Regions from separate parts of the Anas platyrhynchos genome. Here region 1 is linked to region 2. Evidence: chromatin contacts called from public Hi-C data. All regions are on one chromosome and are shown on one strand. Each heading gives the region's core, a stretch centred on a gene start, on an enhancer-like site or on the middle of the called end of the contact. The rest is flanking DNA. Distances are from core to core; before and after follow the strand shown.

The links. Hi-C and Micro-C count contacts between places; a contact is called where the count stands out from the background.
Region 1: a Hi-C map of skeletal muscle shows a contact between it and region 2, with 4 times the contacts expected there. The contact joins two enhancer-like sites. A contact is called at or near these places in 2 of 8 Hi-C or Micro-C datasets (F1 follicle and skeletal muscle).

Annotation. Positions count from the first base shown.
Region 1 is chr3:111,075,190-111,081,487 of IASCAAS_PekinDuck_T2T, forward strand. It overlaps HS1BP3 (HCLS1 binding protein 3), which reads right to left. Exons shown (of 7, transcript XM_038176433.2): 3 at 565-772. Among named protein-coding and RNA genes, the nearest start is that of HS1BP3, 11 kb to the right of the region's middle. Within about 2 kb of position 2,857, at least 3 of the 8 cell types and tissues checked have an H3K27ac peak or open chromatin away from gene starts, as enhancers often do. A contact at or near this core is called in F1 follicle, where this site is marked.
Region 2 is chr3:110,830,695-110,837,039 of IASCAAS_PekinDuck_T2T, forward strand. LOC101805181 (b(0,+)-type amino acid transporter 1) reads left to right here. Exons shown (of 6, transcript XM_005012939.6): 3 at 1,314-1,443; 4 at 2,200-2,324; 5 at 2,740-2,827; 6 at 3,947-5,710. The coding sequence ends at 4,180. Among named protein-coding and RNA genes, the nearest start is that of PUM2, 21 kb to the left of the region's middle. Within about 2 kb of position 2,512, at least 4 of the 8 cell types and tissues checked have an H3K27ac peak or open chromatin away from gene starts, as enhancers often do. A contact at or near this core is called in F1 follicle, where this site is marked.

The DNA of each region.
Region 1 (6,298 bases), core at 1,607-4,106, 240 kb after region 2:
TGGAATGGGCAACAAGAACTGGACACGAGGCTAAGGAAAATTATATATAAAAAAGAAGGCAGAGAACAGGTTTAACTAAAAAAGCATCACACTTTTACTCAAATATTTTCGAGGGTCAATAGTATACACTTCAGCAATTCCCAGTAGTTTTACTAGGAATGAAAAACAGGCAAAACATGGAGCAGTTGTTCTCTAAAGGAGCCCTGCACTGTCTTTTCAAGGTCTATTCCTACACTGGCAGTAAATGATTATTTAGCCTTCTAAACTCACACGTTCTGTAGTACAGCTTTGGTATATGCCTAAGGGAAATGAGAGAGGGTGCAATGGATATCTTCAAAGCAAGTATTGTGGCATCAGTGCTTCTGAGTAAGGTGTGTGTCCACTGGAAAGAAGGGAAAATAACAGCAAACATGACTATGCAGCACTATAGATGCACAAGAGAATATTTTCAGTCACAGCCTTTACTCTGGCATTCTCTAGTTCTTGGCTACCTCAGTCAAGTACTTAACGCAGCTTCTATTAATCACATTCATGGGAAAAGGGACACTCACATCTTTTAGTTACCTAAAAATTCCAGTAACTCAGGACATATTGCTAGATCCTCGTCTTTTGAGATGAATTTCATGATGTCATTGAACATCGCTCTTCGTTCCCAAATGTCGGATTCCCCCACGAAGAGAACTTTTCTAGGCAAGGGTGGAAGAGAAACCTGTGGATACCGGGCTGCCAGTCTGTGGTAGAGCTCTTCTATCTCGCTGTATTTCTTGGAGACCTGCAACAAAACATGTTGTCTGGGTAAGTTTCTTTACAGGCAAGAGGGAGACATGAGCAGCAAGCAACAGGTTAAGCACTGTGAAACATTAAACCTGGAAACTGAAGTAGAAAACATGTATTACCGAGGAGATTTACATAAAGCCTGGTAAGAGCCTGTTATCTCCACAGTGAATCCCCAAACACTGTTGCTGGTCTTCTAATTCTGTTATTAAAATCTGCTCCCTAATGAAATAGAAGCTCATTGCCAGGTACCCAGCATCCATTTGCCTGACTCATCAGTTAATTAAATACCGGGAAGATCACTGCTCCAGATACTTTTCTCTGACAGCAAAAATTCTTGTCCACTAAAAATGAGCTATTTGGTGACCAGCTCCAAAAGTCAGGAGGCAAAGCCAGGTGCATGCCTGATGGAGAAAGCAGAGTGAATCTTTTCCCCACTATGCCAGAAGGCAGATTTCTCAGCCCTGGTGGGTTTTGGTGTGCTTCTGGCTGTTGAGGCCTAAGCAGCTGGCACATTTGCTGCCCTGCACAGCACCTAATACAGAAACCCAAGGGCACAGACCTCAGCTGACCCCTGACTCCTTAGTTTATCCATGAGAGAATGAAAACGACTTGGTCATGGCCTACAGATTCTTATACAAAGAGAAATTGCCCACAGCAGTCATTCCTTCTACAAAGACAGGAGAAATAAGGCTCATGATACAAGGAAAGCAATAACCATGGGAATGCTGGTTAGAAATAGGGTGGCTTCTATGCCGCAGTCGGTTTTGAATTCAGGACTGCAAAACAACATGTGAAAAAAAAATACAATCTAATCACGCAAACAAAACACTCTCTAACTGACATTAGAGGCATAATGGAGAGTGACTGTCATGCTATGTGACTGTGGTATTATACAGCCAATATATTCATCTTGATGCTCCACAGCCCCCAAACCTATTAGTGTGTCTCAATGAACACAGAGCTATTTAAAGAACAAAACAAAACAACAGCTCCAAAACTAGTGCTAGCAGAGAGCGTATGGGACAGATCCTCTGCTAGGGTGCAACACTTACCCTCCTGGAACTTGTTCTGGTGAACTCTAGTGGACTGAATCTCAATTACTACTGTGCTTGAAAAGATGGAGAGACTCAAGCACCACATCTTGGGATGGAAGAAAGCAGAATACTTCCACCAAGAAAAGAAAGTCAACCCGACAAAAAGCACAGAAGCAACTGGGAAACAAGTTTAGATTAACCCAGTATCTATCCACCACACCTCTACCAGCAAACTAAACAGTATCGGGGCATATTCCCAGTAAGTGGAACTTGATAGTGGAACTTGTCTACTGGAACCTGATAGCGCCTGGCTCAGCTTTGACTCTGGGCAGGCAGCACGCCCTCAGATAATTTTTTCCATCCAAGGCTTAGCCTGGTGCACAGAGCACTCAGTAGCCAGTTTGGGCACTGCTAGGCTTTGTGGTTGGTAAGGGTTGGTAAGAAAGTCCAATACCGTGGATGCAGGCAGACTGTGCTGCCCTCCAGGCCAGAGAGCAGGCCCTGACATTAGCAGACACACCTAGACTACCTCACTTAACTAGACATTGCCACAAAGAATAGTAACCAGCCTAGCTTTCATGCTTCCCTGCCTTTCGGAGTAATTATCAACCACGCTAGGTGATTTGAAAAATGTTTGCATTTTGGTTGTACAATGATCACTCCAGGTTCAGTGTCCACTAATAAAAGGCAAGCAGCCCTATCACAAAGATCTGAAACATGAAAACAAACCGGAGTTGACAGGGGAATAAGAAACAAAGATTTTAGACTTGCCTCCTGTATTCAGCACAGGCAAATGCAAACAGCATTGTCCTCTCCAAGCAGATCTGCCATGCAATTCAGCAGCCAAGAACTAAAGTGAAGGCAATAAAGAGGTGTTCCCAGGATAACACGATCCTCCCTTTGAAAGATACCCCAAAAACAGAGGGGAAAGCAAATCTGGAATTTGTGAATGGCTGTACATTTTCAGTCTGCTGGTTCCCAGTAGCACTCAGAACAGGGTATGATACCAGCGTGCCTTCCGAACACACTGTGTAACCATGAGTGTAAGGGCAGTGAGGAAATCACCAGTACTTCTGAAAAATAAATATTATGCTTTGCCCAGAAAAAAAAATCAAGCCTGATTTGTGAAAAATGTTTATCATCTAATTAATTGCAATAATAAATAACACATTAATGCCTGAAAGCATGAGAAGACAGGAGACAATCACCAAGACCACGCCAAAACAGCTATAAAATACTCCAAAAGGAAGAGTGAACTGAGACATAACAACTTGTTTCTCTCCCCTCTCAATTTTCGTTCCTCCTCTATCAAAATCCATAAGTTATTCATAAATCTCAATTTATGTCTACTTACACCACTGAACCTAAGGTAAACGCACGCCCTCCCTCACATCCCATTGCTAACCGAGCTGCTGTGAATCTGCGTGGGCTCCGAAGCCCACCACCAACCATAGCATGAGACACAGCGTGCAGTGTAATAACACTACATGCAAAGCATTCTGACATAGTGCCCAAAAGCCTGCAACACACCCTGCAAACCAACATCCAACAGTGTGGGGATGCCCTCTGCTGGGATAACCTACCATCCACACAGGCTGTGAAACCTCCAGCCCCCGCCAGCTCTCTGCCTCCTGTGCCTCAAACCCTGTCTGCTGCTGGCTCTTCATCTTCCTTCAATTCTGTTGCTATCTCTGCTGCATTTCCAGCACCAAAACCAAGGTAGTAAGACTGGCAGATGGTACCAACCTCAGTCCTGGTCCATGTGGCTCTCCCTGTCCCAAAGCAGCAGCACAGCAAGGGCCTTGCACAGCACCAGCGAGGTCTCACCGGGTTCTTAAGTTGAGAACCCACAGCATTCGCACAACTTTCCAGTCAAGAAGGTGGCCCTACCATGGCCATTTTGGACCCCTACACTTTGATGTCCTCTGACAATCTTTTAAAAGAAAGGCACATCAGCACATGGCAAAATTAAATCTTTCTTTTCCTGGTTACCATTCACAAACCTTTGAAAAGAGGCAATGGTTTCTATGGTCCAAAACATCAGGTTAAAAACCAAAATGTTGGTCTAAAGCCTATGTCATCAATCCTCATCAGGTAACCAAATCCCATTTGATTAATACTAAAATATTTGTCTTATGTTACCTGTAATTCCTCTAGGTCTTGATCCTGCAATCATCTTCTCCCCTCCAAGCCCCTCTCTGAACTCACGAATGCGGCTGAGCCAAAGCCCCACCTGCTGAAGTCAGCCCGAGTGCACTGACTTCAAGGGGGTTCTCTCAAGTCACAATATCAAAGGCTCGATCTACTTAACTTCAAAAGAGTTAATCATGCAAATACAGCAAAGGATGTGCATATTTGCCGGGTCAGGACCCTATTTGCCTGTAACAATTAACTTTCAAGGCAGAACTGAAAGAGAGACAGGGATGGGCTGAGTGCTTTTTTGCACCAGGAACAGATAAGTAAGATGAGTATGATCAAATATAGCTAGAAGGTTAAGAAAACCACCGGGAAGTTCAAAGTGGAAGCCTGAAGTTTGCTGCTAATCCCTCAAATCTCATGCATGTGCCTTGCCCCCTTCTTCACAAGAGCCTCGTGTGTGAGAGGAGCGCGGCAAAATGCCTGCAGGACACGAGCCTGGGACTCTCAGATGTGCAGGGGAGAATTCCATCCCACTCAGTGTTAATGGGATTTAATGCCTCCTTTCCCTAGGCTCCTTTTAATGCCCCATTTCTGACCTCAAACCTGGCTTCATATGCTTTATATTTACAGATTGGATTTCAAGGAAATGGAGGCCTCAGAGCTAACTTTGGCCAGCCAATGCATGCGAGTGAAGAACACGCCTGATTTTACAGTATTTCATGAAATACATAGGGCTAACGTGACTTTCTTTTTAAAAATCCCACTTCTTACCACTGTCAGAAGATGGAGGTACAGCAGCACTATGCTTTCAAACAGCCAGCAGCTTTGGGCACAGGAACAGAAAGCATCCCAGCATCCCTTCTCACAGAAAACACAACCTAAGCTTCTACAGCACACTTCCAAGTTAAGCCATCCCAGAATCAGTGTTGCTTGGTGACCTCGTGGGTATGCATTACAGCAGACTTTAATTACACGACCGCATGCTGTTCTCCCCACCTGTTTTACCCAGCAGAAGAGCAAGCACTCTAGTATTTCTTTTTTAATGAACATGAATTCTTAATGGCTCCTGAGCCTATTGCCACACTGAGCAGTTTCTCCTTTCCCCTCACATCCCCAAGGTTGTAACGTGAAGGAATGCATCTCCACAACACACCTGTATGGTCAGGAAACGGCAGCCCCAGTGCACAGATTTTGAGGCCCATAGAAAGAAGGCCAACATATGCAAAGAGCCAATACTGAAAGCACAGACAAATACACACCCACATAATTTTACTCCCTTGTTTTATGAGAGGAAGACAGTCCTGCAGTAAATTCCTCCAAAAAACATGTTGTGCCTGTCAAACACCAGCAGTTATTTGTTCAGCTCTGAAAAAGAACGAACCTGACTAACAAATGGAACCTGTAAAAGAGAAGTAATTAAGCTAGGCACAAATAGAATGAGAAAGCACTATAGGTTGGGTGGGTTTTTAATTAGGCTGGGAAGAGAGAAGTTAATTGTGGAAAAAAAAAAGGTAAGGTGTGGCTAGAAGAAAAGCATTTAAGATAAATAAAGCCTTTTATTCTTCTCACAGAAAATGGCAGATCTGCAGGCAATAATTAAGTGTTACCTTTGCAGCAGTACCTTATGCAGTACAAAAGATAAAACCAACTTCATTGTTTCAATGGACAAGAGGATTCTGACCTTTGAAAGAAATACAGCTGAATTTTCCTTTAATTACCAAATATAACCTTAAGGTTAAGCAGTTCTACAACCCATGTGCTGCATATTACAAATGACATTTTTTTTTTTAATTAAAAAATCCTTCCAGTTCCTAAGAACTTAGATCTGAAGGTCATGACGGATGTGAATTTCTTCTTCTCTTAACGCTTCACAAACATTTCAATTCGAAATGCCACAATCCCATTATGGCTGGGGAACAAAGGACTCCAGATTGCTTGAATACACAGTGAAAGCTTGTAACTCCACATGCCAGATCTGAAATCTCTTTTTGCTGCTTGTCTCATTTTGGCCATAGGTACATATCGCATCTTGATCCAGTGTGATCTAAATTGCAGCCCTGAGGTCAGAGTTAGCTGAGGGGATGCTTCTGTCCTACTCACCATCTTTTTACAGGGGACACAGAGAAGTTTTTTGAGCAAGAAATACTGCACAATCACATCGATGCCTGCAGCGGCTCACAGCCTAATGCACAGAAAGCCAGTTTCACTGCTGCCACCTAGAGCACGAGAGGGTAGAGAACAGTAATTTCAACTGGAAGCAGGCAGAGAAGCAGCTAGACAAGGAAAATCAATTTTTGAGGGTAAGAAAGAGAGGAAGGAGGAGGAAGAAAAAGAAAGACAAAGGGTCT
Region 2 (6,345 bases), core at 1,262-3,761:
GTATGTATACACGTATAACATATATATATAACACATATATATGTTAAATGTGTAAATATATATATATATATATTATATGTTATACAAAGTGTACAAAGTTATTCATGGCAGCCCCTGTAGTTCATTTTGAGAGCCCAAGCAGCACAACACTAATCTCAGAAGTGCAAAATACCCAATTGCTAAATATTTTATTACCATTTTTGTGATATAAGTTGTTTTCCCCTGAGATCTTGAGGTTATGGAGTCTTGTGATCATGTGAAATGCCCAGATTTCATCATTTCATCATTTTAAAAAAAGGAAATTTTTAGTTCTGTCTATGACAAGTAGCTTAATAACTTGAATCCCAATGGCCCATAACCCAGATATTAAATTTACATACTATATTTTTGAAATTATTATGGTACATAAGCTGCTGCCATAATGTTGGAAAGCCCAGCTCTTGATTTTTGAACATTTGGGATTAGTGATACTAAAAACTGCTACATAAGGCTTAAAGTCACACAATTCGGATGGAAATCTGTCCTAAAAAAAAAAAAAAAAAAAAAAAAAAAAAAAGAAAAACACTTTCAAACTTTGGATTTTTGCCAATTTGATGAAGACTGTGTTTGTGTGTTTGTTCATGTATGTGATAATTACCCCAAACCACCAGCACTTATTACTCAATTAATATTCTTCATGCTGTTTCATTCCTAAAGACAGGCTTCACTTCTAGGTGAGAAAATTATATGTCCTCGAAATATTTGTAGCCCTGCTACTTCTTCTGTTCTGAAGAAAGCAAAGTGCAAATGTCTGAGCATGTTCTAAAACCAAACTTCTGAAATTCAAACTATTGCTTTGGTTCTAAACTGGTCCACAGAACAGAAATAAGTGCAGGTGAGATTAGAGGGTTTTTTTTCTTATGCCTGTTGGGGAAGGGGTTATAATGCAGGATATTTTGTCAGCTCTGGTGGTAATGGTCTTTCTGCATTTTCCATTTTAATATTGTTGGTGCTAAAAGCAGCATCTCCAGGATTCACACCACAGCATGTGTACACACAAAGCGTTTTGTGTGTCGTGACAGCTTTGTACACCATTGCAATGTATCTACACCAGGCAGGAAGCAAAGCTGCTGCTTCTGGATGAGACTAACAACTAAATATTACAGGAATGGAGAGAAGGCTTTAAATCACTAGAAAGGCTTTGGGAAAAAATAAATAAATACATGAAAACTTTCAGTGAAAATAACAGAGAGAAAAAACCTGTCTGGTTCTAGGGTGTGCAACCGGTCCACCTATGTGCTGGATGTTATGATGTGAATTCTTTCCCACCTCAGGGACAAAGTCCTGGGCAGCTGGGCATGGCTCATCTCCCTGTCGGTGGCGCTGTCTACATTTGGCTCATCGAACGGCACGTTCTTTAGCGGAGGCCGCGTGTGCTACATTGCTGCAAGGGAAGGCCATATGGTAAGGACCCCATAACGGGGGTCTGGTTTGCTTTGAGCAACTCTATCTTCTTGTGGCACTAAATCAGAAAGGAAAACACCACATACATTCAACTGGTAGAGCAATAGCTCTTCAGTGGTTTATTTATCTTTTACATATATAAATAACTGGGGTGGTGGCTTCTCTTACCGGTGACAGTGTCTGCTGCACCGTGGCAAGCTCTGTGCCAGGCAGTCCACAAAATTGTGGATATGAATGTGACCATACCAATCAACCATCCCCCTTGCCCCATTTCTATGAGCTTTAGGAGAAGTACTTGGATGATATTTTGGTTGAAAATGAAAATAAAACACGAAACCTTTCCATTAAACTTTCCCAATGAGCCAAGAAATAAAGAGGCTAGTGATCCTCTCTGTGTTCTGGTTTGCTTTATGGTTGGCTGCATGTATATATTGGGAATAGTTGTCTTATTTTCCAGTCAGCCCAGGAGAAGTCCCAGAGCAAGGTGACAGAGGGCAGAAGAGCAGGGCCATGCTCATCATGTTTGCCTGAACCAAAGCCAATCTGATAGGAAATCAGTGAGACATGATAAAAATATCCTTGCGGGGGGCTCCGTGTTTACATTCCTTGCAGCTGAATGGCTTTTATATCACAGTGCTCGCCTGATGACTAAGAGAGGGTCTGGCTGCAGGCAGAACTGCCCCCAGCTGCCGAGGGGATGGGTGCGTGTCTGCGCGAACGTGAGGTGACCACATGCTGTTGTGCTTCGGCTTGCAGCCAGAAATCCTGTCCATGGCCCACGTGCGGTGCCTCACGCCCTCCCCTGCCCTGCTGTTTACATCCGCTATGTCTCTGGTAATGGTAATGTCAGGAAACTTCACCAGCATCGTGAACTTTTTCAGGTAAGCACAGCGCTTCTGTTTGCATCCCCTTGTGACCCTGGTTCTTGGCATTGTTTTGGAAGCTTATTTGTTTCTTATTATTTTTTTTTTTTTCAACCTGAACTACTGCTTTCTGACTCATACTGGGGAGGGAAGCAGGGAAAAGAGCTTAAGACCCAGCATCTCTGCAATGCATTAATGCTTCTGTCACTACAGACTTAACTGGGTGTGATTCATCCTCATATTGAAATGAATCTGCAATATTTGAGTCATTCCAAAGTTCTCATTGTTTGTGCTGGAAAGGAAATGAATGCAAGGACTACTACATTTATATCAATATTCTCCAGTTTAATTGGAGATATGTACATTTGGGGTATTCAAGGCAGGACTGACACTGCTGTATGATCTCACCCCAATTTTTATTTTTTTTTTCCAGTTTTATAGCATGGTTTTTCTATGGCATGACCATTTCTGGCCTCCTGTATTTAAAAATCAAGAAACCAGAACTGCCCAGATCTTATAAGGTGAAGTAATAACATGGACCCCCCACAACCCTTTTCCTTGATTGTTCGAATGAATGAGACAGCATTATGAGGAAAGGAAGAGCACTGGGGTTAGTTGTCTATGGATTTAGTGTGGTTGTCCTTCCTTTTTTAATTTCACATTTTGTCTCAGAAAAGTCTACAGAGGGTGAGATAGTGTGAGTGTGCAGCCATAAGTCAAGTGTGAATTCTCTGTCTCGATACACTAATAATGACCCCTTACTATGGTAAATATATCTACCGTATTCTCTTTCTTCCTTCAAGACTTAAGAGAAAAAATTAGGATGATTCTGATCAGCAACACAACCACCTGGTTACACTCTGAGAGCACAGTGACACTCCTCAGAGGGTAGCCCAGGTGTGAGAGCCTGGCCAAAGAGAGAAAACTCAGCCAGAATGCCCCAAGTCCTTTGCCATGGCCAGGGGACAGGTTTGACCCCCACAAACCAGCTTAGTGAAAGGAAATCAGGAGTTACCTGCTTTATCTCTGGTGCCGTGAGCGAGTTGAGTTGCAAGGCCTTGTTAGTGACCAGGGAGAACAGGGGGCTCAAGAGACTGTGAGGGTGGGACAGTGGCTTTTCCCTGAGACAAGCGGAATGAGTACCCTCATTTTCATGGGGTTCCTCCAGGTGACAGATGACAGGCTGACACTGCCAGGCTGTACGAAGAAACAGCGAGTGTCCTGCAGGGCTTAGCATGAAGAAGAGCAGTGCTCTGTTAGGTCTTCCTGTCACTTGCTCCTGTGGCTCTGTCCTGCGACTAGGACACTGGGTGAGGACCCAACCTGTTGGCTGAATGGGCTTCAGGCAGATGGAGTTCTGTTTCTGCAGTAATGTTTTGTGTGCTGTTTGCATCTTTGAGTCTGGGAGGTCAGGGAAGTCAAGGGGTTAGGGTATGTGGTGGTGGGGTAGCTCTTGCAGGCCTGCCAGAAGCTTAGAATGGAGTGGGCTGGGAAACAGGATGCCTGGATTAATTGGGATTTCTGGGTAATACCTCAGGCTGCAGCAGAATTTCAGCTAAAAAGCCTTCTGCACAAGTTTCAGGGTTGTCCAGACCCACAAGGAGTACATGAGTCTTTACTCTGATGTTTTGCTTTCACAGGTCCCGATTATCATCCCCATAATTGTGCTGATGGCTGCTGTGTACCTGGTGTTGGCTCCCATCATTGACCAACCCCAGATCGAGTTCCTCTACATCGTTCTGTTCATGTTCAGCGGCGTCATTCTTTACTTCCCCCTGGTGCGCTTTAAGTGCCACCCCCGCTTCTTGCAGCGAGTCACTTTGCATCTCCAGTTGTTCCTGGAAGTTGCTCCGACAGCCAGGGATGCGAACTGAGATAGTGTCCTCCTGGCGTATGGCTGCCTGGCCCTCCTGCTTTATTCCAGCACCGTGGTTTTCAAGGCTTAGGAATTAGTCTTCTGCGAGGGAGAATGAACAGAATTAATGTGTCACCAAAATCTTTAGTTGAGAGGGTCTAGACCCATGGCTCCTCACATTTCCTTAACATTTTGAGCACACGTTTTTCTCATTTTCATCTCTCCTTGGACAGATTACATTCAGATTCCAAAGGAATACATTTTTTAGTTTTCCACCCAGAGAAGAGCTGACCATCCTCAGCAGATCTAAATCTTAGCTCTTACATTTCAAGGCACCAGGCAACAGAAGACTGACAGTGAAATATTATTCCTACAGCAGGCTGTGAGCCTGAGCCATTCCTGGCAATGCCTTTAATTATTTCCACCTAGCTCTGCCCACTGTGACACCAGAGCTTCTCAAATTCTAACCCACTTTTCACACACTGCAGTCACGGTAGTTTCCCATTATCCTGAGTCTCAACCCTTTTCCTCTTGCTCTAGGGGCAAGAGGAACATGATATGCTGTTTTCTTTCCGTTTGCCCATGCTGTTTTTGTGTGGGGCTGTCCTGTCATAGACTAAAAAGATCTAGGTGTTAGTCCCTTAAATGTCTCATTGTGTCTCAATATTACAAATGTTACTCAGGTCAACTTTCTGTCAGCGTTTGCTCTGCAGTCCCATACCGAGCGCTGCGTTCCTGGCACAGGGTCACTTGATCCTCCAGGCCTCCTCCAGCCCATCCCAGAGCTGTGTATCTGATTACGATCTCGTTCTGCAACGCCACCCCTCCTGCTCCTCAGATACCAGCAGCTACAGAAATGCAACAGAAAATGGATTCTGGCAGTTATTGTTTTTTTTCGGAAACAATCTCCGTTTCTTTGACTTATTTATAGGGCCTACCACATGGGGCTGTGCTTTCGTGAAGATCTACAGTCCATATGCAAAAAGTGGGAAGTTTAAGGTTTGACGTGCACAATATTTGTGGCTTTGACCACCTGTAGTTGCATACCTAAGTAAAATCAGCCTTGGTCTTGTTCACACAGTTCTCGTGGAACGGGAGTTATTGCCCCCGTTTGATATTGCGGATGTGTAGTACACTACAGGAGGTGAGCAGATCAAAGGATGGATTACACCTTGGTCAAAGTCACACAGGACATGTGTGGAAAATATGGCTGTTTCTCCCAAAGTCCAGTCAAGCATCTTACCACTTAGCCCATCCTTTCTGTGCATCACTGACATATGAATAATAATAAAGAACCCAGATAGACTGAGCACTTTGGATAAGCAGCCTTTACATATTCCTGCTTTGTATATAGATGTAGGGGAGCTGAAAAGCTGCAAGTATCACATTTTTCACCAACTTCATTTTCTGTAGATATTATTGTAATGAAGTGTTCTTTTTATTTATGACACCTAGGGTTTACAAGCACAGGTGCTTATAATGCCAAAACAAGAGGCTGAAAGCTCAGAGAATGGCAAGATGATTACAATAAAATGGACATTAAAATGAAGTGAGTTGACGTGGTTGTTTCTGTTTTTCATCCAAGAAGAATAATTCCGTACAATTTTTTGCTGCATGAACATAAACAATCAGCATCAACCTCTCTCCTTGGATGGGAGGTTTAACTACATGCGTGGGTGCTTGTATGTGCGTACACTCATTTTTCAAAATGATTGCTTACTTATTTCAACCCCTTCTCATGCAAATCAGAGTTTCTCTTTCCTTCATCAGATATTTTTAATAGAAGTGGCAGGGAGAGGCAGCGCATCCTTGCTGCTCATTACCACAGCACGTAACAAATGGGGCGGCAGGCAGAGCTCTGTAGCTGCCGTGTGTGCAGGTCGTGCTGTGACACCACATTGGTTCCGTCTGCCCAAGAGCTCTGGGCCCTGGAGGAGCAGGAGCATCAGCAGTGCCCTCAGTGTAGTCATAAAAACTGCACTCCACCTGAAAAGAGGGTACAAAAAAATCCTCCTCTGGTGATTTTCCGGTAAGCACTGCTCATGTGCCCAGGTTCAAGTGGTTGTCATCATTTGGTTGAGGAGAAATTTCCCCTTGGGTGACAGAGCAGGATCTGCAAAGATTTTCATTTTCCTCTGTTGCAGGTACAGTTAACCCGCCTGGATTAACTGGATTTGTCTTACC